2 separate regions of the Mus musculus genome follow, and region 1 is linked to region 2. The links are chromatin contacts, called in public Hi-C maps. All regions are on one chromosome and are shown on one strand. The core of a region is the stretch at or near the end of the contact, and the rest is flanking DNA. Distances in the headings are between cores, read along the strand shown. Region 1 overlaps Atad1 (ATPase family, AAA domain containing 1). Region 2 overlaps Sgms1 (sphingomyelin synthase 1).

Evidence for each region. Hi-C and Micro-C count contacts between places; a contact is called where the count stands out from the background.
Region 1: a contact with region 2 is called in a Hi-C map of Th1 cells, with 2.1 times the contacts expected there. A contact is called at or near these places in 1 of 484 Hi-C or Micro-C datasets (Th1 cells), 1 of 130 datasets of targeted methods (fibro-adipogenic progenitors) and 1 of 9 other capture datasets (adipose tissue).

What each region holds. Positions count from the first base shown.
Region 1 is chr19:32,677,798-32,683,879 of GRCm38.p6, reverse strand. The region is part of intron 8 of Atad1 (ATPase family, AAA domain containing 1); the gene reads left to right. Among named protein-coding and RNA genes, the nearest start is that of Atad1, 31 kb to the left of the region's middle.
Region 2 is chr19:32,182,743-32,188,881 of GRCm38.p6, reverse strand. The region is part of intron 5 of Sgms1 (sphingomyelin synthase 1); the gene reads left to right. Among named protein-coding and RNA genes, the nearest start is that of Asah2, 83 kb to the right of the region's middle.

The sequences.
Region 1 (6,082 bases), core at 1,325-3,824, 490 kb before region 2:
TTAAACTCTCCACTGTTAAAATAACTCTAAGTACCATGTATTTGATGTAGTTTTTAAAGAGTAATATATCTGCAGATTAAAATACTGTGACATTTTCCACACCATTTTATGCATATGTAGGAATAGTTTTTAAAGAGGTTTTTTTTGTTTGTTTGTTTCTTGTTTTTACTTCATTGCTATACCTTTAAAACTGAAGTGAGAGTTTAGACGTGATGCCAGTAGCAATGGTTTGCACACTCATTGATCAGGAGGCTGACACGGGAGTGCGGTGCATCCAAGGCCAGCCTGGGCTACTCGGAGACATAAATGAAGTGGACTGTCAGATATTTGTAAGAGTTTGGTTTTCTTTCTTACAAATTTCGCCCATTTTTTGAATGTAGTATTTTTTATAAGGGGCTGCTATGTTAGATTTGTCTAATGAGTTGTAAACTTTTCTCTGTTTCTTAAGTCTTTTTTTTTTTAAAGAATTATTCATTTTATGTACATTGTAGTTGTACACAAACCGGAATTCAGACATACCAGAAGAAGGCATCCAATCCCATTAGAGAAGGTTGTGAGCTACCATGTGATTGCTGGGAATTGAACTCAGGACCTCTGGAAGAGCAGCCAGTGCTCTTAACCTCTGATCCAGCTCTCTAGCCCAGATAAAGGAGTTAGTTCTATGCGTGCCAGACCTGTTGTCTGCTCACTGTTTGAACTCTGAGGGTCCCTTCGAGCCAGCATCATCCCGTCCTTCCCACGTTCCCTTGACTTCCACACTTTTTATGCTTGCCTGTTATAAATCTCTTAGTGGTAGTTTTGAAAAGATTCTTTTTACTTTAAAATTTTAACCACATTCATATTTCATCTAAACATTTGTAATGATTCCTTGGCATTACTTTTTTGGGGGTGGGGGTGGTTTCAAGACAGGATTTCTCTGTCCTGGAACTCACTTTGTAGACCAGGCTGGCCCCCAACTCAGAAATCCGCCTGCCTGTGCTGCCACTGCTGCCTGGCTGAGCCTCCTTCTTCTTTTTCTTTTTTTTTTTTTTTTGCATTGCTTATTTCTTTAAGTTTGTATACAGATTTCTAATTATCTCCCATATAAAAAAGTTCTTTTTTTGTTTTTTGTTTTTGGAATTGTATTCATGTATGCAATGAAATATGACTGTTTAGGGCCCCAGTTTTCTTCACTTAAACACATCATCCTCTCAGGTTTGTATCATATTAGGAAACCTAGCCCACTGAGTCCAGTTAGATCTTCTCACGTGCATGGTGTCTTCCTACAGTATCCTTCACTATACTTGTTACTTCTCAGATCTGTTTACTGTTCTAGGGTCTCCTACTTGCTGACTGAGCACTTATATCACTGAACAGCATCTTTAGCCTGTTTGATAGTTTGAAGTTGTCTAAATCTGTTAATCCATAGGTAATAACTTCTTCCTTCATTTACCCACGTCTCCCATTGTTTTTCAGAATGCAAGTTTTCACTGATAATTTGGGTGGCTATCCTTGCAATTTGGTAGTTGGGTCAGGAAGCTGGGTAGAATGTGGTTAATGGTGGAGGAGAGGTCAGATGGAAAGGACTCCTTAGGTGGCTCGTGTTCTTCCATCAGGAAGGTACACTAATCAGGGTGGCCTTTTTCTTAGATTTTAAAATTTTTGATGTGGGGCTGGAGAGATGGCTCAGCGGTTAAGAGCACTGACTGCACCTCCAGAGGTCCTGAGTTCAAATCCCAGCAACCACATGGTGGCTCACAGCCATCCATAATGAGATCTAATGCCCTCTTCTGGTGTGTCTGAAGACAGCTACAGTGTACTTATAATCAATCAATCAATCAATCAATCTTTTAAAAAAATAAAATCTTTGATGTGCTTGAAATTTATGTGGATCTTAAAACTATAATGTGGACCTAATGTGGGTCTAACTCAGCTGTCTCAATGCCAGTTACTGAGTGTCTTTGCCTTGCTAGAGTTTGTTATCATGTCCTTGTCTGGATCAGCTGATATGTCTTTTGGGTCTTTTTGTGCTAGTATTCAGTACTCATTGTTTTCACTTGGAGACAACTGTAATGTCTTGTACTGTTAGACCTAGTTGTTCCTCCCACCCCCATGGGGAGTTTAGGATCGATTTGTCTTATTACTAAAGAACAAAAAATTAGGTCTTTTGTTTGTTTGTTTGTTTGTTTTGAGACAGGGTTTCTCTGTGTAGCCCTGGCTGTCCTGGAAATCACTTTGTAGACCAGGCTGGCCTCAAACTCTGAAATCTGCCTGCCTCTGCCTCCCAAGTGCCAGGATTAAAAGGTGTGCACCACCACAGCCCAGTAGTAATTTTTTTTTTTTGATGGATCATTATTTTTGATAGTGAATCTCTTTCTGGCTTTACATCTTTTTGCCTGATAACTTTCTTGTTTTCCCTAGGAGCAGTGCGTTAATTAGTTCCTTAATATAAATTATATATAAATATAAGTTACAAAATTTATATATGTGGGTTTGCCTGTATGTATTTAAGTGTAATATGTGTGTGTAATGCCTTGGAAGACGGACGAGGTAGTTTGACTCCCAGAACTGGAGTTATACACAGTTGGAGGGCCACTATGTCAGTGTTGAAAGCATAACCTTGGACATCTGGAACCACAGGGCCATCTCTCCAGTGCCCAAATTTGTTTCCTGCTAGGCTGTTTTCTGCTGCTGTAATAGAATATAATAGATTTATTTAGTTCACAATTCTGGATGTTGGAAAGTTCAAGTGCATGATAACAATATCCAGTCACATTCTGATACTTCATCAAAAGCACAGGGGCAAAAAGAAAGCGAAAGTAAAAAATAACGAAAAATCCCAAACTTGCAAAATTGGTTTGATCATGAGCCAAACACCTTCTGTCAGGCCCCACTTTCCAGCATCACTTGAATTTGTCACTTATCAACTCTATAGCAATTATATATACTGTTTATAAAAGTTTAAAGAACTTACCAGCTTCCAAGGATTGGATCTGTGATTATTAACCATTTAGGGAGTCAAGATAAAAGCCAGATAGCCTTTTCTAAGAAATCTACATATATTCATGTTTTTTAATAGTTTCAGAAAAATTCTTAAAATAGTATATTCTAGGTAAGGAACTTATGTCTTAGACAGATGGCTTTTTGCCTTTTAATTGAATACTTTTTACCTCTTTTGAGGTGAACATCTTATAGGTACAGTGCTACTTGAATGAGCCACTGTCCATTGGTAACCCTTTCACAGAGAGAGGTATCAGCCTAAGAAACAGTAAGTGTGCAAATCTTCTGAACTGGTGTCCATATATTATTCCTAGAAGTAATTAGAAGATAGTTGAGGTAACCAATATAATTATTTAATTTAAAATAGTTTAAGCTTGTCATGGTGGTACACTCAACCAGGTTTTACCATTTGTGAAGCTGAGGCAAGAGAACTGAAAGTTGAAGGCTAACCTGGGTTATAATAGCAAGACCCTGCCACAGGAAATCACCACATGAACAAGCAAACCACCACAGGAGCAAGACTTTATGTATATGGTATATTGTATAAGTAGACAGCTTATAGCTTTTTTTTCCCTTTCAAAACAGGGTTTCTCTGTATAACCCTGGCTGTCCTAGAAGTCACTCTATAGACTAGGTTGGCCTCAAACTCAGAAATCCCTACCTCTACCTCCAGAGTGCTACGATTAAAGGCTCTCAATGCCACCAGGCCTATAACATGTTTGTAGCAGCAGAGTATATACACACACACACACACATACACACATACACACACTGTAGCTGTCTTCAACACACCAGAAGAAGGGCGTCCGATCCTGTTACAGATGGTTGTGAGCTAGATATGTGGTTGCTGGGAATTGAACTCAGGACCTCTGGCAGAGCAGTCAGTGCTCTTAACCATTGAGCCATCTCTCCAGCCCTTTATTTTGCTTTTAAAAGCCTCACATTAATATCCTACATTTAATAAAGGCAGCATTATCATGCTTTCATGTTACTAAGTAGAATCAGAGTTTATTGTGTAAGCTGTTCTCATTTAAGAAAGATATGTTACCACCCTCTTAACAAAAAATCTTTCTCATTTGCTTCATAGTTAATGTTTGCTTTTTATATTCTGAAATGATAGGTGTATATACAGGTACAGATGGATTTCTTTTTCTAGTGAAATTTTTATCATTCTGCAATGACATATTTCCCCAACTATACATTTTGAATAAATATTATACTCTAATCCACCTAAATCTGACCTAACGCAACTAAAAGTATTATATTCACTTCCCTTAATATTTACCTTACATATAATTTTCTACCATTTATTTTCAACTATACATTTTTCTTTCAAGTAGAACATAAAGCCTGCTTCTTTCAGCCTATGTGACTGTTCTAATCCACAGCCATAATTTTATCATGTCTATATCTTGTCTTAGTTTAGTTGTTTGCAGTTACTGTGTTATAATTATAAGCTTGAATTGATTTGTTCTTCATTTAGTTCTTCTCATGAAATGTGCCTTCTTTTTGCTTTCTGTCCCCTCTGAAGTCTCATGTTCAGTAGTGTTTTATATTTCATATTTCCTTTTTTCTCTTTCTGTATTGATTTTGAATTCACATAGGCTTGGTAGTACTGCAACATTGCATGAGATGTGTATGTAATGTCCAGCCTCTGCCTTCTTCCCAGCCTTACTGTACTCGTGTCCTGTGTCTCACAGAGTCTGTACTTAGGACTTCCCTCCTGCTTTCTGTACCTAAATTCAAGATTGTTGTGCGGATAGTCGTTCTTTCCTTTGTTGCCTTTTTATCAAATACAAATAACTAAATTCCTGTTTTTAAAAAAGTACTTGTTTATTATTATTACTATTATTATTATTATATGTATAAGCACTCTGGCTGTATGTACACCTACATGCAAGAAGAGGGCATCATATCTATTTACAGATAGTCAGGGCCTACTATGTGGTTGCTGGGAATTGAACTCAGGATCTTTGGAAGAGCAGCCAGTGCTCTTAACCACTGAGCCATCTCACCAGCTCCACCCAATTTCTCTTCATTTAGCATTTCTATTTAAAAGGATGACACTGATTTGAAGGTCATAGTTGCACAGTTGAATGATGAATGTGTTGTTGAAATGAAGAAAACTTAAAACATTCCTAGAATTAGTGGAAATAAAATTAGCATTCCAAAACCTATGGGATCCAAGGAAACAGTCCAAAGAAGGAAGCTTACCATTCTATGTTCCTGCATTAAAATTTAGATCTCAAATAACCTGATGATGCCTTTTAGGACATTGGAAAGTAAGAAAGAAAAAAAAATGCCCAGAGCAGTGGACCATGTGAAATAGCTAAAATCAGGACAGAGATTAATGAAATAGAAAGAAACAAACAAAAATTACAAAGAATCAGTGAAACAAACAGTTCTTTCTTTGAAAAGATTGATAAGCCTTTAGTCCAGTTAGTAGAAAGAGAAGACCTTGGGCTGGTGAGATGGCTCAATGGGTAAGAGCATCCGACTGCTCTTCTGAAGGTCCAGAGTTCAAATCCCAGCAACCACATGGTGGCTCACAACCATCCGTAACGAGATCTGACTCCCTCTTCTGGAGTGTCTGAAGACAGCTACAGTGTACTTACATATACTTTACTTAAATAAATAAATCTTAAAAAAAAAAAAGAAAGAAAGAGAAGACCTGACTGATTAAAGTCAGAGATGGGAAGGGAGGCACTGTCACAGCACTGAGGGAGTTCAGAAACCGTGCCGGCAGTAGGTTTAAAACTGTGCTAAACTAGGCAATGTATAGAAGTAGATAACTGTTTACATGACTTACTAAATTTAAACCAAGACGGAGAAGTCGTTTAAACCTCTCTATAGCAAGCAATGAACATGAAACGGTATTAAAAATCTCCCAGAAGGAGCTGGAGACGGTTCAGTGAATTAGACTACTTGCTCTTGCATCCACATGATGGCTCACATCCGTTCTACTCTAGTTCCAAGGATCTGATGCCTTCTTCTGACCTCCGTGGTCATCAGGCATACACACTGAACATATATCTATACAGGCAAAACATTTATACATGTAAAATTAAATAAATATAAAAATGTTTAAATCTCCCAATTAAAA
Region 2 (6,139 bases), core at 967-3,466:
TACCCTTTAAAGGTCCATGTCTCTTCCCGACATCACAGTGGGGACCGAACTCCCAGCACATAAACCCTTGTGTGGCAGATTAGTACCATGAAAGGGTTTTGTTTTGTTTGGGTTTGGGAGGGGCTGAAATCACAAGAATGTAGGTTTGTGGTAGAGAGAAGAGGCAGAAAGAGTTTCTTCTATCCTCAGAGCTTGTAACGTCTGGACAGTGGAGTAAGTGTGTTACATGTACACTAACTCAGGTGCCACCCGGCAGCTCCACTAAGCTCTTCCTGGTAGATGAAAGCTATAAAGTAGTCTGTGCAAATTAATTAGAAGACAGGCTTCATGATACCGGGTTGGTACAGGACTTACTTACTTTAAGACACAGTCACAGTCATTGAACATCAGTGTTTTCTTCATCAAGTGTTCCTATCAGATTGGTTGCTAAAAATGTGATGCTGACAAAGCAGAGAATTACGTAGTGTGGTTCTTAAAGATTGATTCAAACAAAGGAAGGGGTAACTGGATGGCAGAGTGTGCTTGTCTTCCTAATGCACATTTGGTTAATATAGCCTTAGACTTACTTAGTTTCCTTTCCGTTCTATAATGTCTGGTACCAGAATTTGCACAGATCTGTTTAAAGAACACAAAGACAGCCTTTGGGAAGACTGAATGGTTGAATTGAGTTTCTGGTTGGTAGTAATCCTGCCTTGTCATGTGCCGTAAAATATAGTACAGGATGCATGTGTAGTTTTAGCCTGGAGCCCTCAGTGACGCGTTCTGTGCATTGTCATTCTGGAATCCAAGTCTCCTAAATGGGAATCCATGGGGCTTCTGATGGAGGGTGATTTAGGCTCAGGCCCTTCAGGGATCAGCACTGAGTCTTTAGAAACAATCTGTTAACTAGATTTGGCCCACCAGATGGTGGAAGGATTTCTGGTAGCGAAAAGCAAAATGGAAAACCTCACAAGGTGAACTTACCTAGGCGATGGGGATGGATCAGCTTCCAAGCAAAACAAGTTTCTCTTCAAAAGTCAGAGGAAAGGTGTCACAAGGGATTGGAAATTATGTTCTCCTTCAGCAAAGTATTGGGTCGCATGTGGCTTTCCTTGTCTTTTTGTAGAGTCTGTGGAGATAGGATGTCTCTCCAAACATTTGAGTAATGAGGACCTTGCTCCAGGAAGAAGATGGGCTGAGCAGAGTGTCCCTTATAAGATCAAAGGAGTCCTCATTTGGGGAATAGACCTTTAGCATCTGACCAGAAAAGTCTTGGTTACTTGTGCCAACATAACAATACTTTTTAAAAAGTTCTCTCTCTCTCTCTCTCTCTCTCTCTCTCTCTCTCTCTCTCTGTGTGTGTGTGTGTGTGTGTGTGTGTGTGTGTGTGTGTGTGTGTGTGTTTATACACAGTCTTCTGAGTCTAGGCAAGTGCATGCAAATGGTTGAATGATCGTTCTCTTCCCTTTTCTTTGTTTTGGTTTTTTGAGATAGGGTCCCTCTATAGCCCAGGCTGTCCTGGAACTTGCTGTATAAACCAGGCTGGTCTTGAACTCAGATATCTGCCTGCATCTGCCTCTCAAGTGCTAAGATGAATGACCACAACCACCTGGCCATTTTTCTCCTTTTGTCATGTGGGTCATGGGGATCGAACTCAGGTTGTCAGGCTTGGCAGCAGATACCTTTATCCTCTGAGCCATCTCACCAGCCCTCTCATCTATAGTTTACTGAGACAACCTCTTGAGGTTTTGAGAGAAAGGTGTCAGAAAAGGGCCCAAAGGATCTCTTGATAAGCTCTATTGTTTGGTCAGTATTCAGTATTCAGGGCCTTTATCAAGCCCGCTGATCAACTGGATGACAGATCAGTGACCTAATGAAATGGAATTTCTAAAAATACTGTCTCCTTCCTGGCCCCCCTCCTTATCTGTCACTGCGATGTTGCTGAGATGTTTCCAGGCTGCCTTTGGAGCTGGACAGGAAGTAAGGAGTGAAAAGCTGTAGGTTGGGTAAGAAAATGGCAATTTAAGACTTAGTGTGTACTCCCCCAACAGCTGGAGTGCCGCATCTGTGCCTCATGCCTCCGTGTTTTCAGCATGTGTGACACAGGCACCTTGCCCATGGCATTTGATCTTCTCACCTCTCTTTTCTATTTTCACTGTTGTCTGACCTGCTTTGTTTAGTTTGAGGAAGTGGATGTGGGTGAAAGTTGGTCTGGGCCACGCTGATGTGTGTGCACTTCCAGTATTGCGACTCGCTGTGATCAAAGGTTGTTGTGAGAATGGCTAGAGTCAAGGGAGCAGTCCCGAGGGTTAGATGCCCAAGGTTTGGTGGAGGGAACATTGGCTTCCTGTGACAATGGCTCATTTGCTTAGTGGCACTGAGAGGCGCTGGCTTACTTTGTGCGTTCATCTCCTCCCCTCTAGGTCCTGTGGCGAATTTTCTTAACATTTTCTAGCACTTTATGTGCATGTGTCTATATTATTTTCAATCAAATTGAGTATAAGACAGATAGAGTTCCAGTATACCAGTTTTAAATCATGCTTAAGGGTTTTAATGCTCTTGGAACAGTAGGGGACTAGTAGATCATGAAAGACTAGACAGAATTAATATGATGATAGTTTGTAAACATCAGGTAGTAAAATAAGTTTGATATCTTTATTTTGCAGTATTGGCGCTAATGTTCTGTGATTCCTCTTCTCTCTCCCAATTCCTGTGATTTTTCTTCTTCCCCCCTCTGTCTGAAGGAGACAGTACTTCAAAGGAAATCTTAGATAGCATACTATTTCACCCTCGTAATTTACTGTAATTGCTGTTCAATTATTTACTTTTGTCAGTTGACTTTTCCTGTTCTTTAATTCTGAAATGATACTTGGACTGTGGCCTGGTCGTGGTATGGAAGTGCATATTCTGCCATCCGTATCCTGTGACTGGTCCTGGATGGAATGGTCTTCTCAGGAAGACTGCTCCAAGTGTAGACTCAAGGTATGACTGCTGCCTCCACACCTTATGGAATTAGAGGGCAATCAGGTACCTGTTATGTGGTGCCGCTTTAGAAGTGGGCTCAAATCTAAGTCATAATGACTTCTATCATTTTTAAGCTCATAAAAAAAATTATAGCTTAGGATACTGAGACTCTGAATTAGCGGATCCCAATCTTCCCAACACTGCAACCCTTTAACGAAGTTTCGCATTTTATGGTGACTCCCAACCATCAAGTAATTTTATTGATACCTCATAACTGTAATTTTGCTACTGTTATGAATCTCGTGTTGTCTGACAGTTTCAGGTCCCTGCTGGGAAAGGGTCATTTGAAACACACCCCCCACCCCCACCCCAGCGTTGTGACCCACAGGTTGAGAACCCCTGCTTTCTATGGCCATCACCAGCTCCATTTTGGTTAGTTGTTTTGTATTGAGATGGCCTCATTTTGTAGACCAGGTTGGTCTTTAACTCACCATGTAGCCCAGGATGATATCAACCTTACAGCAACTCTGCCTCAGTCTCAAAACTGCTTGGATTTCATTTTGGAGCATCCCCATCCACCGGGAAATTGTTTATCTTACAAATTCATCATTTATCAATTTACTATCTCCTGGTACTATGATGAGCCATGCAGTATTTCAGTTTTTTAGAAGATTTCTCTATCTTTCTTTCTTTCTTTCTTTCTTTCTTTCTTTCTTTCTTTCTTTCTTTCTTTCTTTCTTTCTTTCTTTCTTCCTTCCTTCCTTCCTTCCTTCCTTCCTTCCTTCCTTTTTTTTTTTTTTTTTTTTTTTGAGACAGGGTTTCTCTGTAGCCCTGGCTGTCCTGGAACTCACTCTGGAGACCAGGCTAGCCTTGAACTCAGAAATCCGCCTGCCTCTGCCTCCCGAGGGCTGGGACTAAAGGCGTGCGGCACCACCGCCCGGCTTCTATATTTCTTAATCAGAGCTCACAGTAGCTGTGCAAGGATGGAAAGTATTAAAATTGCATCCTTGTAAGTCAGAGAGCAGTGGGAGCAGCAGGACAGAAGTGGGGTGCCCGTGCTTTAGGTCTCTCCACTCCTCCTCCCCCACGCCCCAGGGGCTCTGTTCCCTGATGGGGTTTGCGCAGTTTGGGAATTGCAGTGTGCTCCTTCCTCTGGATTTTATGCTTGTTGTATCTGATATTGAGGAAATTCAAAGCACCTGACCAGGGTCTGGAGATGCTCAGGGAAGCCCACACTTAACGATACCCATCCCATGTACCACAGGGTAGCAAGCACAGCCCCTTGAGGGACCATTCGATACCATCACAGACTCTCCCATGTCACTGGTTTCTGCCACTCTCTGTTAACTAGCCCAAAGGCAGACTATGATCACAGTTAGGGCCTTTGCCTTGGTGTCCCCGTTATTGTTGTAACAGAGTGGAATTTGAGCCTGAATGTCTGAAAAAGTAGTTTTGGCATTCTTTTTACTCTTGTATTATTTTGTTGTTCACATCCGACTTTGTGATTGGTTTCAAAGTGAGTAGTTGTAAAGCAGATGAAAAATACAGCACCTCTGAAGGGTACGTGGAAGATGCTCGCTTGCTGTGCATCTGCTGTGTGTTGAGGGCTGCAATAATAACAGGCACACCAAGCAAAGGCTCTAAACGTGATCATAACCTGCCTTCAGGTAGTTGCAGGCAGTGGTAGGAAAGCTGTCTGTGGCAGAAAGCAGACATTCAGCTTCTGCCTCATGTGCTTAATGTGCTAGAAACCCAGCGTGAATGCCTTCACGTTCCTAAGCTCTTATTATCCAGCTGTTTATCCAAAGAAAACGCTGGAGTAAGCTGAGAGCTGTGATGTTGCTTCTTGACTGCCCCAGCCAGCTTACTGGGGCTCTACCCACTGGTGTCAGTCCCTGGAGCAAGAATATCATGGCGTCTGGGACTTGCGTCTGAAGAACATTATTCACAACATGATGTAGTTAGTATCTTGCTGAGGATACCCACTCTAGTGACCCAACTTGTTCCAGTTAGGCCCTACTTTTGAACTTTCTGAACATCCCCACCCCCTGCCCCCCAAAAATAGCTGTACGAGCTAGAGGATGCATATGCAAACCACGAGCCCATTCAGAAGGTTCCAGATCAAACCACAGTACCACTCCATCTAACATTATTTTGGCTCATCTGTAAAAATAAGTCACTCAAAAAGTAATGTGTGATGGCATAGAGCAGTCATAAGCTATAGTTGCTGGTGATTTTCTGTATTTTTATACATAAGTTGTTTTTATAGTATGCTAAAACAGACTTTCCTGTCCCATGGTTGGTGGCAGGAATTGATAGAAAGGTCATTGGACCTAAGACTACCCAACTCCAAAACTTTCATCTCGTTCCTTAATTTCCATAATTATATATATATATATATATATATATAACTTCCAGTTAAAAAGTGGGACCATGGAATCCATATGAGCGTCATAAAACAGTACAGTGGCAGCTGACCAGCATGCACTGCTTGGTAGGATAACTGAGTAGGGACACGTTTCACTTCTGGATACTCTAGTCTGAGTACGTGACTCTAGTGGAATCAGGAGAAGACTTGATGGGCTCGACTCACAGAGATTCTACAGAATACTGTGTTTTAAGAGTTGCCCAGGTCATGAGAAACAAGAAAAGAAAGAGGAACCTGGTGGGGAGGGTAAGGAGATGCAAAACTAACTGTTGACAAGGACAGGGTAAGCGAGCATAGAGGAGGTAAGGAGATTGAAAGAACAAGGGCTATACAGCCCTGGTTGAGACACTAATGTTCAGTTCCTGGTTTTAGTCATTGTACCCTGGTTCTCTTAAGTTGACACAAAGCTAACGAAGGGTATACCTCAGTTTTCTGCAACTTTAAGAACATTATTTTCAGAATGACAGGGCAATGGAAAGCCCTCAGCAGGATAATACTGCTTACTGTTGTTTTTGATTCGGTAACAAAAGTCTCAGCTTTGAGACAGCCTAACTCTGAGGTCTTTCAAAATTGTAGTCACCTGGGAAGAAAGAATGTTTAGCCAAGTATTGAAGAGGTGAGTCCCAGTCTACCCCTACTACTGTAAAAATGCCATACCGCGCAGGAGTGTCTGCCCATCCTCAAGGTAGAAAAGTTGAAGGCTAGCTAAGTGACCAGTGCAGCAGCATCTTCAGAGGCTATTAGCACCAGGCCCTTTTGGGATAGAAG